Linked DNA regions of Mus musculus: region 1 is linked to region 2. The links are chromatin contacts, called in public Micro-C maps. All regions are on one chromosome and are shown on one strand. The core of a region is the stretch at or near the end of the contact, and the rest is flanking DNA. Distances in the headings are between cores, read along the strand shown. Region 1 holds the start of Tead4 (TEA domain family member 4). Region 2 holds the start of Prmt8 (protein arginine N-methyltransferase 8).

What was found. A called contact is a pair of places that touch in the nucleus more often than the background predicts.
Region 1: a Micro-C map of embryonic stem cells shows a contact between it and region 2, with 4 times the contacts expected there. The contact joins the promoter of Tead4 here to the promoter of Prmt8 in region 2. A contact is called at or near these places in 2 of 39 promoter capture datasets (embryonic stem cells and hippocampal neurons) and 1 of 484 Hi-C or Micro-C datasets (embryonic stem cells).

Annotation. Positions count from the first base shown.
Region 1 is chr6:128,296,665-128,302,698 of GRCm38.p6, reverse strand. Tead4 (TEA domain family member 4) reads left to right here and starts at 1,886. Exons shown (of 12, transcript NM_011567.2): 1 at 1,886-2,404.
Region 2 is chr6:127,766,455-127,772,802 of GRCm38.p6, reverse strand. Prmt8 (protein arginine N-methyltransferase 8) reads left to right here and starts at 3,644. Exons shown (of 10, transcript NM_201371.2): 1 at 3,644-4,130. The coding sequence starts at 4,056.

The DNA.
Region 1 (6,034 bases), core at 637-3,136, 530 kb before region 2:
AGTTTTGCAACGTAGTCCAGGCTGGCCTCGAATGCTTGCTCTGCCTGCTTTAACTTTCTCTGGCCCTGGCCACAGCTGGCCAGAGTTCTTCCTTCAGTTGAGACGTGGCCAGCTATCCTGCTGTAAATGCTTTCTGTCTCAGCCTCAAAGACAATTTCTATCTGCAGATCACACATGACCTTATCTTCATTTCTGGATCCTGAGCCTCTATTCAGTCACAGGGTCACTTCTTGTATTTAGGACAGGACAGGGGTCTCCATATGCATGCAATACTGTCATCAGAGGGTCTAATGATAGAATCAAGAAAGTGAGTCCTGAGTCTGCGTGGCCTTGATGACGGCCACATCTTCAGTATAGCTTGTATGAGCCTCACAGTCTGGGGCTCACCTCTCTTAGTCTTTGGTTCATGCTGGTTTTCAGGTCCTGCTGTCGTTTCACATGTGGACCCCCACTGGTGTGTAGCACCTACTAGCTCTTATTTTCACACCAAACCTTCCTGAAACAGCGGTTGGTGAACTCAGGTTTCCATCAAGAGCTGGATCAAGGTCACCCCGCAGACCTGGTAGCAGAGACCTGTAATGGAATTCCAGCTATTCCTAAGGCTGAGGCCAGAGCAGCTGAGAGAGTTCAAGGTCAGCCTGATTAACTCAGTAGACTCAGTCTCAGAAACCAAAAGGAATCAAGGCTGGGGCCATAGCACACTGGTAGAGCATTGCCTAGCACACACAGGGAGTAGACATTAAACTGGGGAAAGTCACCCCAGTGCCTTGAATTAATTCTGTTGGTTTTGTTCTCAAATTCATGTGGATTTGCAATAATGAACTACTGTCTGGCTTCGACAGTGAACCTCTTGAAGGCAGGGGTCTGTTTCTGCACTGAGCTTGGTACCAGGTTCAATGAAGGAGTGTCCAATTAAGTGGTGGGACAGTCTGTACTTCACGCTCACAGATACGCTTGCTGCCTTGCAATGTTCTTTTCATGTGAATGGGATGTGACCAGGCTTTGTTATGACTCACCATTTAATAAGCTCACCAGAAGTTATACATCCAAATGAGGGCTGCATCCTTCAAAGTCCTCGCTTTGCGAGGCTGGATAGATACTCAGTCCCGTGGTGATGCTGGCATTTCCGTGGACTCTTTAGATCGCCTCTCTCGGTCACAACCCTGACATTTATAATACTTTCTTTCAGCGTCTCCCCGTGCTACCCTACCCTCATGTAGTATGTGTATCTCCATCTTGCGTTGTTAGCGTTGAGCAAACGATAAGATAATTCTGGAGATTTACTGCTGGCCCGAGTTTGTTTCACCAGCTCTGGCTGGGAGAGCCACACCAATAAAAGCTTAATGCTAGTGCTTCAGAGATTGTTTGATTTTGGGGAATAGTGAAGGCTTTTCTTTGATTTTAAGTTTCTCAAAGTGACAAGGTGAATGCGGGAGCTAGGTAGTAACTGATTTAAGCCAAATGGTTCTAAAGACTCGCAGCCCGAGCTCACGTGTTTCTCCTAAATTGATCTGGCACCCTTCTTTAAAACTCAGACTTCTAACTTCATGGCGACTCTGTCCTGTACCTTGGGTAACCAGCTAAGTTCCAGCTCTCTATGAACCACTGCTGGGACCTAATCTTTATTATTTCTCCCAGCATCCGGTAGACCCATGACTGGTCTCTCCTTTCCTGCTCTTTGAGAAGTGACAGTTCTGCAGATCCCAAGGGACAAGGAAAGAACTGAAAGACTGATGTTGGGGAGGGCTGGCGAGGGAAAGCGGTGGCGGATCTGGGAGCAGAGCCGGGAGTTCCTGCTTCCTGCTCCCGGAGCGAGTGTCCTCCGTAGCAGCCTCGGGGAAGGGAACAGCCCTTCCTGCTCCTGTCCGCGTACTCCAGGAGCGCAGCGAGGCGCGCCCCACCCCGGCGGAGGGGACGGTTTTCGGCTGGAGGTGGTGGAGAGACAGTTAGGACTCAACGCAACCCGGGGGTGTGGGGAGCTGGATGAGAGCGGGAAATCGGTAGATCAGAGTCAAGGGGTGTGGGTGCGAGCGGCGAGAGGCGCCGAGGGGTCCGCGGGGTTCCCGGGTGTCTCCGCCGTGTCCTGTCCCGTGGCCGCCCGCGGTTCCCGGGCTCCGCCCAGCCGTGGAGCCCAGCCTCTCTCTGGCCCGGTCTCCTCCCAAAGGTGCGGGTGGCAGCGCCACTCCCTCCGCTCCCTCCCCAGCCGCGCGCGTCTCATTCCAGCGCCCATTCCGTGCATTCCTGCCGGGCTCCTCTGCAAACTCCAGTCCCGGGGGTGGGGACCGGCCTCAGCTACGCGCTCGGGGCCCCGCAGCGGTCGCCGCGGCTGGAAGACTTGGCGCCCCGCGTGGACCTGCCGCAGCCGGCCGAGCTCTCCCACCCCGCCTCCCGAACCCTGGGACCGGTAAGGCTGCTGAGTTCGGAGGACACCCGCGTCCCGCGTGGTCCCGGGCAACACTAGGGGGCCAGTGGGGCACGTGCGGGCGGTGGAGTCTAGGGGCTGGACAGAGCAGGGTCGCTCGGCTGAAGTTGAGACTAACGAGCCTCAGCCAGGCCCTTTTCTACTTTTCTGCCTGGAGAAGAGAGCCCATAAGGGAGGTGTATTGCCTGGACCTTGTGCAGAGGTCCCCAGGGTTTGAGACGCCGTTGCTCCCCACGGTGAGAAGTGATGGGAGTGATGGACCGGAGTTCCCAAACTCCAAGGCACTATACTCTAGCAGGCAGCCCAGGGGCGCGCGCCGCGGTGCACACACGTGTCAGGGGGCTCCAGGCACACCCACACTCCGTCCGATTCAGTGAGTGAGTTCAAAGATAGGTATTACTGCGCCAGCATCCTTAAGTTTTGGGTGTTCCCGAGGAAGAGATATCTGTGCGCAGTGACTCACCTTGCTTCCAGGAGGAGGATTTGTTTGTGCTAAACGCGACCCTGTGTGCATCGCTACTTGAAGAAGGTGCTTGTCTGAAATCCCGAGTGTCGGAGTGGGCGTGGGTGTGCGATGCCTCCTCTCCAGGACTCTCCTCTCCAAGTCCTCGCTCTGAGGATGTTGGTTCTGGCTCTGACTTCTTCCTGAAGAACCGCGGCAGGGGACAATGTCTCCAAGTTCTTTGTGTTCAGGGAGAATTTGACAGTAGTAGTTGGAGGTGCCCCTCTTGCCATCCCTGCTGGGTTGAGCATTGCTGGCAGGAAGCTGCCTACACCTGCCCCCTTCCAGGCAGCTGTCTCTGTGAGGGAGTGTGGATCCTGTTCTGGCAAAATCCTTAGGGAACTGCTGGTAGGCTAAGCAAAGCTGAGATCTTTGTTTGCCCTTAGGGGCTAGGATGGTCATGTTTATGGGGGTGGACCCCCTAAAAGGAGAAGAGCTTGTTAGGTTGTTTCCTTTTGAGACAGAAGTTTCCTGCAGTTTAGGCTGGCATGATACGTCCACCTTAGTAAGAGGTGGCTTTCATTCTCCTGCCACTTTTTTTTTTTTTCCTGAGACAGAAGCAAAAGACCAAGGAGGCCTTGAACTCACAGCAGTCTCACCTCAGCCTTCTAAGTGCTGGGATGACAGGTCGGATTTACCAGGCTTAGTTGACCACTTTGGATACTATTTGTTGAGTGGTTGGTAGTGTTTCTAAGTTGTCTTCAAGGACAGGGGAGTCAGTGCTACCTGTGGGAACCTTGAAGCAATGAGGGGGAGACAATCTCTCATTCCTCAATAGCCAGGGTCTTGCTCTGGAACCCAGACTGGGTCCAAACTGGATGATCCTCTGCCTCAGTTTCCCCCTCGTTCTTCACAGTTAGCTAGGCTACCTTGTTTCTGTGGGGAAACGTGAGTGGTCCCTATAGGGAATGCTTTAGTGACAGCTGGGAAGGGGAGGCAGCCTCGGACTTGGTAGCTGAGGCCAGGATATTGACAGGAGAGTGGTGTGAGAGTCACAGACAGACTTGGCACCAGTGTTCTCGCTCATTAGCACAACTCCTAGGTGATGGCTAGGGTTTCTTGGAAGGAAGGAAGGAACAGAGAACCCTGTCAGGAGCGAGGGGGAGGGGCTCGTGTTTACCTTTCCTTCTCTCCTGCTGATATAGATTAGATAGTCTATTCCACCCTGCTCGGGCCATGCCTAGGAGAGAGACACTCTTATGGGTTAAGATCATGGGTTAAGAAACTCACAGGCGTGGGGTCAGACAGACTCAGGCAGGAATCTTGATATTCACTACCTTTAAGGCTCCTGGGCTCCGTTTCCTGATGAGTAACCCTGGGGGGTGGGGATAGGGGTGAGTAACCAAAATCAGGGCAGAAAGCTTGCTCTGAAAACTCGGTGTTCCCAAAGCATCTGTCAGCACATCCTGGTGCCCCTGGAGATGGTGGATCCTATGTTTTCCTAAGCTTGCTTTGGCGAACCCCCTCCTGCTCCCCCTTTCCATGTTGAGAATTGGACCCAGGGTCTTGTAAGACTAGCGGATTTTGCGTGATGGTTCCCTGGGCACCCTTTGGGAAACCTTGCCGTGTATCGTATTTATTTTGCCCATGGCACGGGGCATTTGGTGGGGAGACTTCCCTTTGCCACCAGGTAACGTACTTCTCATTCTCCAGCTCCCATATTCTCATTTCCACTTTTGCCTGCCCTCAGGACATGTTTGCTGAGCACTGTTGGAGCCTCTGTCAATGCCCAGCCCCTTTGTGGGGAAACTGAGACCTGGGGAGGGACCATAACGTGTTTAGAATTGCACAAGCTCTGAGTGGCAGAGTTGGGACCGGAACCCAAGCTCTTCACGTTGGATTATGTCTCCTGCTTTGTGCAGCCCAGTATCTGGGTGTGGAGACCCTAACCACTTTCATCTAATGTGTGTGGAGACTGTAACAGTCTGATCTGGATGGTGTCTTCCATCCTGTGATACAGATAGATGTTTGCAGGCAGGCATTTTCTCTTGTATCCCAGTAGAAAGTATACAGCAAACTACCCCATGGTAGGATATAAGCATGGCAGTCTGGGAGAATATCTGGATAGCTTTCAAATCTACTGTCCTTCCTCTAAAGGTCTAGGTATGTGTTGGGGGTATGTTACATATGTACATATGCATGCATGCATCTATCTATGTAACTATGTATGTATCTATGTATGCAATTATGTATCTATCTATGTATCTATCTATCTGTCTATGTATCTACTCTTTCTGTCATTTTGCTTTTTTGGTCTAGGGATGAGCCCAGAGCCTCAAGTTTGAGCTTCAATTCACAGCTCTATCTTTTCCATCTCTCAGGATGCAAATGTCACAGCCTCCTTTGGCCTCCATTCTGCGGTCTTGTGCTGGTGACTGTCACAAAGCAACACCTATTGCCAAACTTGTGTCTCTTCCTTCTCAGGGGAGGTAGAAGACATCAGTTCCTGACTTTGGACCTCACCCTTCCCGGAGGTGAGGCCAGTCTGGTGGCAGTTGGGAACTTGGGGGATCCTGAGGGTGGCTTTACCTCTTTGCCCCCTTGACCCCTTGTTGGCAGAAGCAGGAACAACGGCTCTGTTTAAAGCTCTGAAATTGGAGCTGAACAGCTGCTCCCCGGCACCCTGAGGGCGGGGGTGTCACCAGCTCAGGGGCCCAGGTGGAGGCTGGGGTAGGGCAGGCTGCCTGCCTGCCTGCCTGGGAGCATGGAGTCTCCATCTCCAGTGTAGCCCTGACATGGCAGTTTTTCCTTGCTGTGCCGTCTGTCTTTAAGGTTGTACGTTGAGGAGAGTCTAATCGCACCTGTGTGGTTGATCCTGGGGCTCTCAGCGAGTGGGCCAGGATCCATGGGAAATTTCCCACCAGAACTGCAGGCCAAGATCTGTGCCCATCTGTTTGCTTGTCATACAGGCCAGTTTCCAGAAAGGTAGGAGGATGAGCCAGCTCCCTGGTGTGGGCCAGCTCCGTGGCCAGGGTGGGCAGGCTGGTCCCCATGGGTGGGGACCCGGCTTCCTTTGACCCAAACGCAATGTGAACAATAGACTTCAGAGGAGTCACCAGGGGCAGGAAATGGGAGCTGTGCTAAGGCCAGGGTGACCCTCCTGGGGGGGG
Region 2 (6,348 bases), core at 2,395-4,894:
ATGATACCCTTCCCCAAGGGTTTTATTCCAATCCTACATGTCACCCCAGTCATCAACACAACTTCACTCCACAGATCTCAAGAACCAGTACTGGTATCAGCATCACAGAACATGCCTGCAGTTCCAGCACCATGGAAGCAAAGGAAGAGCCCATCTGGACCACATAGAGAGACCCTATCTCAAAAACCCAGGGCTGAGACTGTGGCTTAGTGGTAGAGTGCCGATCTAGCACCTCCTCTGGCTGGAACTCAGCACTGGAGGAAAACATGAAGGTATGTGTGCTAGAGGCAGATCTTCCAATAGTGGGGTAGCCCCTGTGGTGGGAAGGATCTTTTCTGTACCTCAGAGACCATCTACAGTTCCTGTCCTCAAATATCTGTGAATGTTTGTCCTAAACATGGCACTCCACTAGAATTAAACTCTTAAAAACTCTTGATGCCCTGATCCCCGAAGGAGGAAACCAAACGTTGGTGTGTTTAAATCTCCCAGGTGGTTCTGTCATGCAGCCAAGGTTGAGAGCCATTGTCCTGTTCTTTAAGCTGATTTACCTTCTCCTAGAGTTGTATATGGAGTCAGGCAACCCGGACTTCCATCTTGACTGTATTCTGAGGGCAGTATTTTTTGAGTTTTGTCTGTTTGGGGGAATCTTCTCTGTGTTGTGTTCATGGAGAACACAAAATCTCAAAAAGTAGCCAAAAGGACAGCAACTGGAACGGTGTGCAGATGCAGACTGCAGCAGGCGGAAAGCCCTCTGTGAAGCTGGACTCAGGCTACAGGACGAGTCACAGCAAATGTTCGCATAATATTTGTACTCTTGCCATCGGGTCAGCCTTGTTCAGAGCCCATTAAGTGTGCCATTCAACACAGCCTGTTCCGTTGAAGGCCTAGTGCAAGGGGAACGAGCTAATGGATCTTGGGGACCACTTGGCCACAGGACACATCAAACGCACACCATGACAAATGCTGAACCCCTTTATCATCCTCTGTCTTCGCACTTGTCACTAAACTCTCTCCAACAGCCTTCCATTCTGCCCTTCACAGTCACGGTGATGAAAGATTGAGAACTTGTCACAGTCTGATGTGTTCTGTCGCCTTGTTAAGCCCAGTTCCTGCTATGAACGAAGCACTAAAAGATGCCCAGTGAGGATCATGTGGATTAATTGAGATAATTAATTAAGCTAACTTGATAAGAGAATATTCTGATACTCATGCAAAAGAGACAGAAAAGGGCTGGCTTCTAATAGTCCTACTGTGTGTTTTTCATACATCATGGATTTTTCACAATCCCGGGAGGTGAGTCTTCAGGTAATTCTTGTATGTTTGTATGGGCATACATGTGTGTGTGTGTGTGTGTGTGCGCGCGCGTGCGCGCACGTGCACATGGAGGCCTGAGCCTCTACATTTTTACCTGCAACATTCAAGAGTAACACGGCTCCCCAAACTCTACCTTTCAATGATTTGTGAGTTTGTAATTAGGTGGGTGCACAGCAGGGACCAAATCTCAGATCCAAGAGTGTTCGAGGAGGGTCGGAGCATCACCTGTGATAGGTCACCATGCTTTCCTCAGGTCGCTGCAGAGCAACCTTAGTGGCCTAGATACCTCTGTGCCCCAGGCTGCCTTTGAGTTGGCATAGCAAACTCTTGCTGTAAAAACACAGCTCTCCATGTCCCTTTCCCATTCCAACAGGAGCTGTGTCTGTACTTGGGGAGAAGCCAAGCACAGTAAAAAGATTTCAACAGAGAACTGAGGAAACACCCCCACTGAGGTTCTCATAGCAACATAATCACGCACAACAGCAGCCTATTTCGGTGGGAGCCTGTTTCAGCTCCCCTCCTCCCCTGTTAGTCACAGAATGGATGAACAAGCAGAAGGAGTGTGGGGTGGGGACAGGGTTGGGTTGGAAGTCAAGAGGCTGGGGAGCTGGTTTACTGAAGCTCCTGCAGCTTGTCGAGGGACCTTAGACAATTGCCCCCTTCTCTTTCATCCGGAGTCCTTACCTGTAAGAGGACTGGACCAACGTGTGGGTGGGGAATCTTGCTATTCTAGTCTTATTTGATTGCATACGTACTAAGCCTCTTTTGATCCAGCATCTCAGAGCCTTATCTGAGAGAAGACGAGTAGGGGAAGAAAAGCAGGAGGTAAAAGTCATTTTTTAGATGCAGTTATGTCCCCTCCTCCATACTGTGTGTGGCAGGATGGCAGGATGGCAGGATGGGAGTGAAGAAGGATCAGGCATTGCCAAAGACTGCTCATTCATGCCCAACTCGAATTCAGGTCTGTGGTTTGAGAAGGTTGAGGGGAATTTACTCTTGTTTTGGGATTATCAGTGCGGTTAACCCAAGCTTCTTGCTATATTTTCTTTAATCCTTCTCATCTCCCTCCTCTTCCCGTTTTTTACTCCTCACCTCTGCTCACGGCCATGTCTCTTCTCTTTGCCTGAGGATCTTGGTCTGATAGAAGTATCTATCACCGTGAGCCGAGCTGGGTTTTGGCCCTTTTCCTCAATGAACCTGGGTTAGTTGAGGACAGTCACTCTTACACTTCTTGGCTATCAAAGGCTATGATCAGACTAAACAGGGCGATTGGTTTAAATAACTCAACTAAGGACTGAGATGAAGCGGGAAGAAAGCTCCTGGCACATCTGTGCGGTCCCTGACCTTGACCTGTGGGCCAGAAAGCCTGAAGGTTCAGCTTTCCCGGAGATAGCCAGCTACAGAGTCCTGAGTATGGCCTCCCTCCCCCATTGTTCTATCCCTCAATGCCTGACAGATGGCCCGAAAGAGAGAAAAAAAGCTCTCAAAGTGAAGACAGGAATGCATTGTATAAAAATTCACACCCCCCGCTGCCGCCCAAACTCTCCCTTAAAAAAGGATCGAGAGAATCCTAATGGGTACGTGACATCCTCACGGCTCTCTCCCATAAAAGGGACGTCAGGAGAGGGTGAAGGTGGGGGAGGGGCTGTAGGGGAGGGGGAGAGATGTGTGTCCCCCCGGGAGTGGGGGCTGACAGGCTAGACAGGGGTAGGGGAGCTAGACCGCGGACCCTTTTATTGATTTGTTCCTGGTTGTTTTCCCAAGCCACCTCAGGCAGCCACCTTCACTTCAACCCGGTCCTCCTGAGAGGGGTTTGAAGGCCTTCTGGTCTTGGGTCCTGAGGGTGAAGAAAAGCTAGATAGAGAGGACCTAGAGTTGAAGGAGTTGAGGACTTCCCCCTCCCATCCAGACACCCACCCTGTTCATGCCCCAAACAGTAATCCGCGCAGGAAGGATCCAGGAATCGACCGGGTGGGGGGGCTGGGGAGGGGTGAGGGGCGTAGACATTTGGTAACCGTGGCTGAGTCTTGTCCGGTGCTTGCCCTCGTTAGAAGGACTTGCACTGGGCTGAGACCCTCCAGCAGCCTCGTGGACGCCTGCTTCCCGGAGCCTGGCGCGCGGCCCCGCAGCGTGCGCGCAGCCCTAGCCCCCGCGCCAGGTGTGCGCCGCGCCAGGAGCGCAGCGGAGCGCAGGCGGCCCCCAGACCCCGCGGTCCCGGGCACGGGGGCGGGCTGGGGGTCTCCGCCGTCAGCGCCCCGCCACCCGCTCGCTCCCGCGCACCTCCCACCCCGCCCCCACTCACCGGCTCAGCCCCCGGGAGCGCCGAGCAGGACGCGTGTTGCTTCGCCCAGCGATCGGCAGAAGTTGGGAGAGTTGCCGTCCGCCTCCCGCCTGCCGGACTTCGGAGCCGCTGCCTCTGCCGGCGAGCCCGCGGGGCCGCCTCCCTCCCTCCCGCCCAGCCCGCCGCGCAGGGGAGAGGGGCGCGGAGGGGGTCGTGAGCGCGACCAGAACTTGCAAGTGTGCGAAGGGATGCGAGGCAGATGAAGAGCGAGGAAACGTGAACAAAGTGGCGACCGCAGGAGGGACTCCACAGAGCTCGATTGTCGCGGAGGACGCTCCGGGAGAGGGGCTGGCTGGGATTTTTTCCCCCCTCCTCTTGCATTCTTAGGCTCTCTTTTAAAGCCACATCAGCCGTCTCTCGTTCTTTACTATCTCGAATCCCCAAACCCTTGTTGGCTCTTATGGGCATGAAACACTCCTCCCGCTGCCTGCTCCTCCGGAGGAAAATGGCGGAGAATGCAGTCGAAAGCACCGAGGTAAGGAGGCGACCGGGCCGGGGTTTTCAGCGACCCTGCCTCCCACTGGGACCCCTGTGTGCCGCCGCTGCTTGCTGCCACCACCAACGCCGTGGTGCCAAACTTTCCCCATCCCGCTTGTCCCTGCCGAGAGAGAGAGAGAGAGAGAGAGAGAGAGAGAGAGAGAGAGAGAGAGAGAGAGAAGTGTAGGAGTGTGTGTGGGGGGCGACGGTGCACGTCTCAGTTCCTTTCCCCCTTGAAAATCTAAATTTTCAGCCCCATCACCCTCTCCTGCCACCCTCTGCTCCCTTCCTGTTCCCCTAAGTCCCAAACCTTGGGCAGCCCGGCTCCCCTGCCCCTGTGCACAGGATTCCGATAGTGATCCCGGATCCCGGCTTTACGAAGAGCTGGAGTGGGTTATATTAGGGCCAGGTTTGCTCCCTGCAGTGCACCGATTATCTCCCACCGCTACCTGGGCTTTACCCTTCAAGCTCGAGGTGGTCCCCAAGCTATGGGTCCCTGCAACACCGCGGAGAGCTCCCGGCCTTAGGGGGCCGACCTGGTGGCAGTACTAAGCACCTGCACCTGACCTCCCCCGCAGTCCCCAGTCCACAGCTGGGCCGGAGGTCTGCAGTCCTAGGGTGCTTAAGGCGCCGAGGGAGAGCGGAACCCTGGGAGGGCGCACCGACCGCGGCCCCATTCAGCACCAGGGACAGCGCCCGCGCCTGCCGCAGCTTAGCCCGCACAAGCAGCGGGGGTTGTGCGCCCTGGGCTGCAGCGCGAAACCGGTCTGCGGCCACTTGTCCCGCAGCAGCTTTTAAGGAGGCCGCTCTAGCTCCGCAAATGATACTCTTGCCCTCCGTCTTCGGCAGTCCTTACGGCCGCCCCGTATCTGCCCTTTCTCTACTCCGGAGTTGGCCTTGAGCTGCAGAGAGCCCAGCGGGTCTTTGCGTCCCGAGCAAGTGTGTTCTTTCGCCTCGCTCTGACCCAGCTGTCATCACAATGGGATTTTTCCCTGGTTTTGGGCACCTGTAGTCATGGAGGGGATCGGCATGGGCAGCCCCCTTACCTTCACAGAGGAACTGTGCGCCGAGGTGGGGGTGGAGTGGGGCGTGTGTGTGATCATCCCTTATTCGGTGGCAGGAAAAAGACACAGAGCAAACTCCGGGGCTCTATTAATAGCCCAGTGTCTGGTGGGGCTGCCGTACATTTCACATACGGTAACCCATATGCAGCGTGGGGCTGAGATGGGGGTGTGGCGCGGAGACTGTCCAGGCCTTGCGGGAAAGCAAAAACAACGTGAAGACCTTTCCCGGCCTTCTTTCCTAGAGGTCACAACTCATTCCCCGCCTCACGGTATAGGCAGCAAAGCTTAAGAATACCCATTCCTTGGACACTAGAGGCAGCATGCTTCTGGCAACTGTCGATTTTGAAACAAACACGATCTGGGGCTGGAAGATGAGGGGCATACAGCAGTTAATGTCTTCTCCTTGAGTTAGGGCAAAGCCATTCTGCATGTCGTTCCTTGGACCATCCTCTTCCCCACCCCAACCTGGGAGCAGAGTCTTTGAAACCGAGTAATAGCACCAGACGCTCAGCATTCCCCTCCCCCTCCGCCCTCTGATCGCCCACCCGCGGAACAGGTTTCTAAAAATAGCTTGGAGTCTCAAGGCCGCGCACTGGTGAAGTGTTGGGCCAGCCAGCTTGTAGCAGTCCCTGCAACCCAGTAGCTATAGCTCTTCCCTGCTTTTTCCCTATCCCACCTCATCTTCACTTGTCTTAAAAAAAAATAGAAAATAAAAATAAAAAAAGTTTTCGTGGGTCCTCGTCCACAATCACCCGGACTGGCGTGTGGGGTCTAGTGCAGACCCGGGCCACGTTCCGCAGTGTGCAGTGGCGGCTGCGGCTCTCTCCACCTCGGTGAGGGTTAAAGGCGTCCGGAGCAGGCAGAGCGACGCGCGACAGGCTATTTTTACTCGCTTCCCCCGCTGCTCTGAGCTCCCCCTTCTCAGCAGTCGCACATGCCAGCTCTGCTCAAGGCATCAATGAAAACAGCAGTAGAAGCGGTGGTGGCAGGGGCGGAGGGGGGGGGGGAGGACGACGGAGTGGGGAGGGAGGGAGGGAGGAAGAGAGAGAGAGAGAGAGAGAGAGAGAGAGAGAGAGAGAGAGAGAGAGAGAGAGAGAGAGAACCCAGCTGGTCTTAGACCCCTTAGATGACAATGAATCAAAGCGGAACATG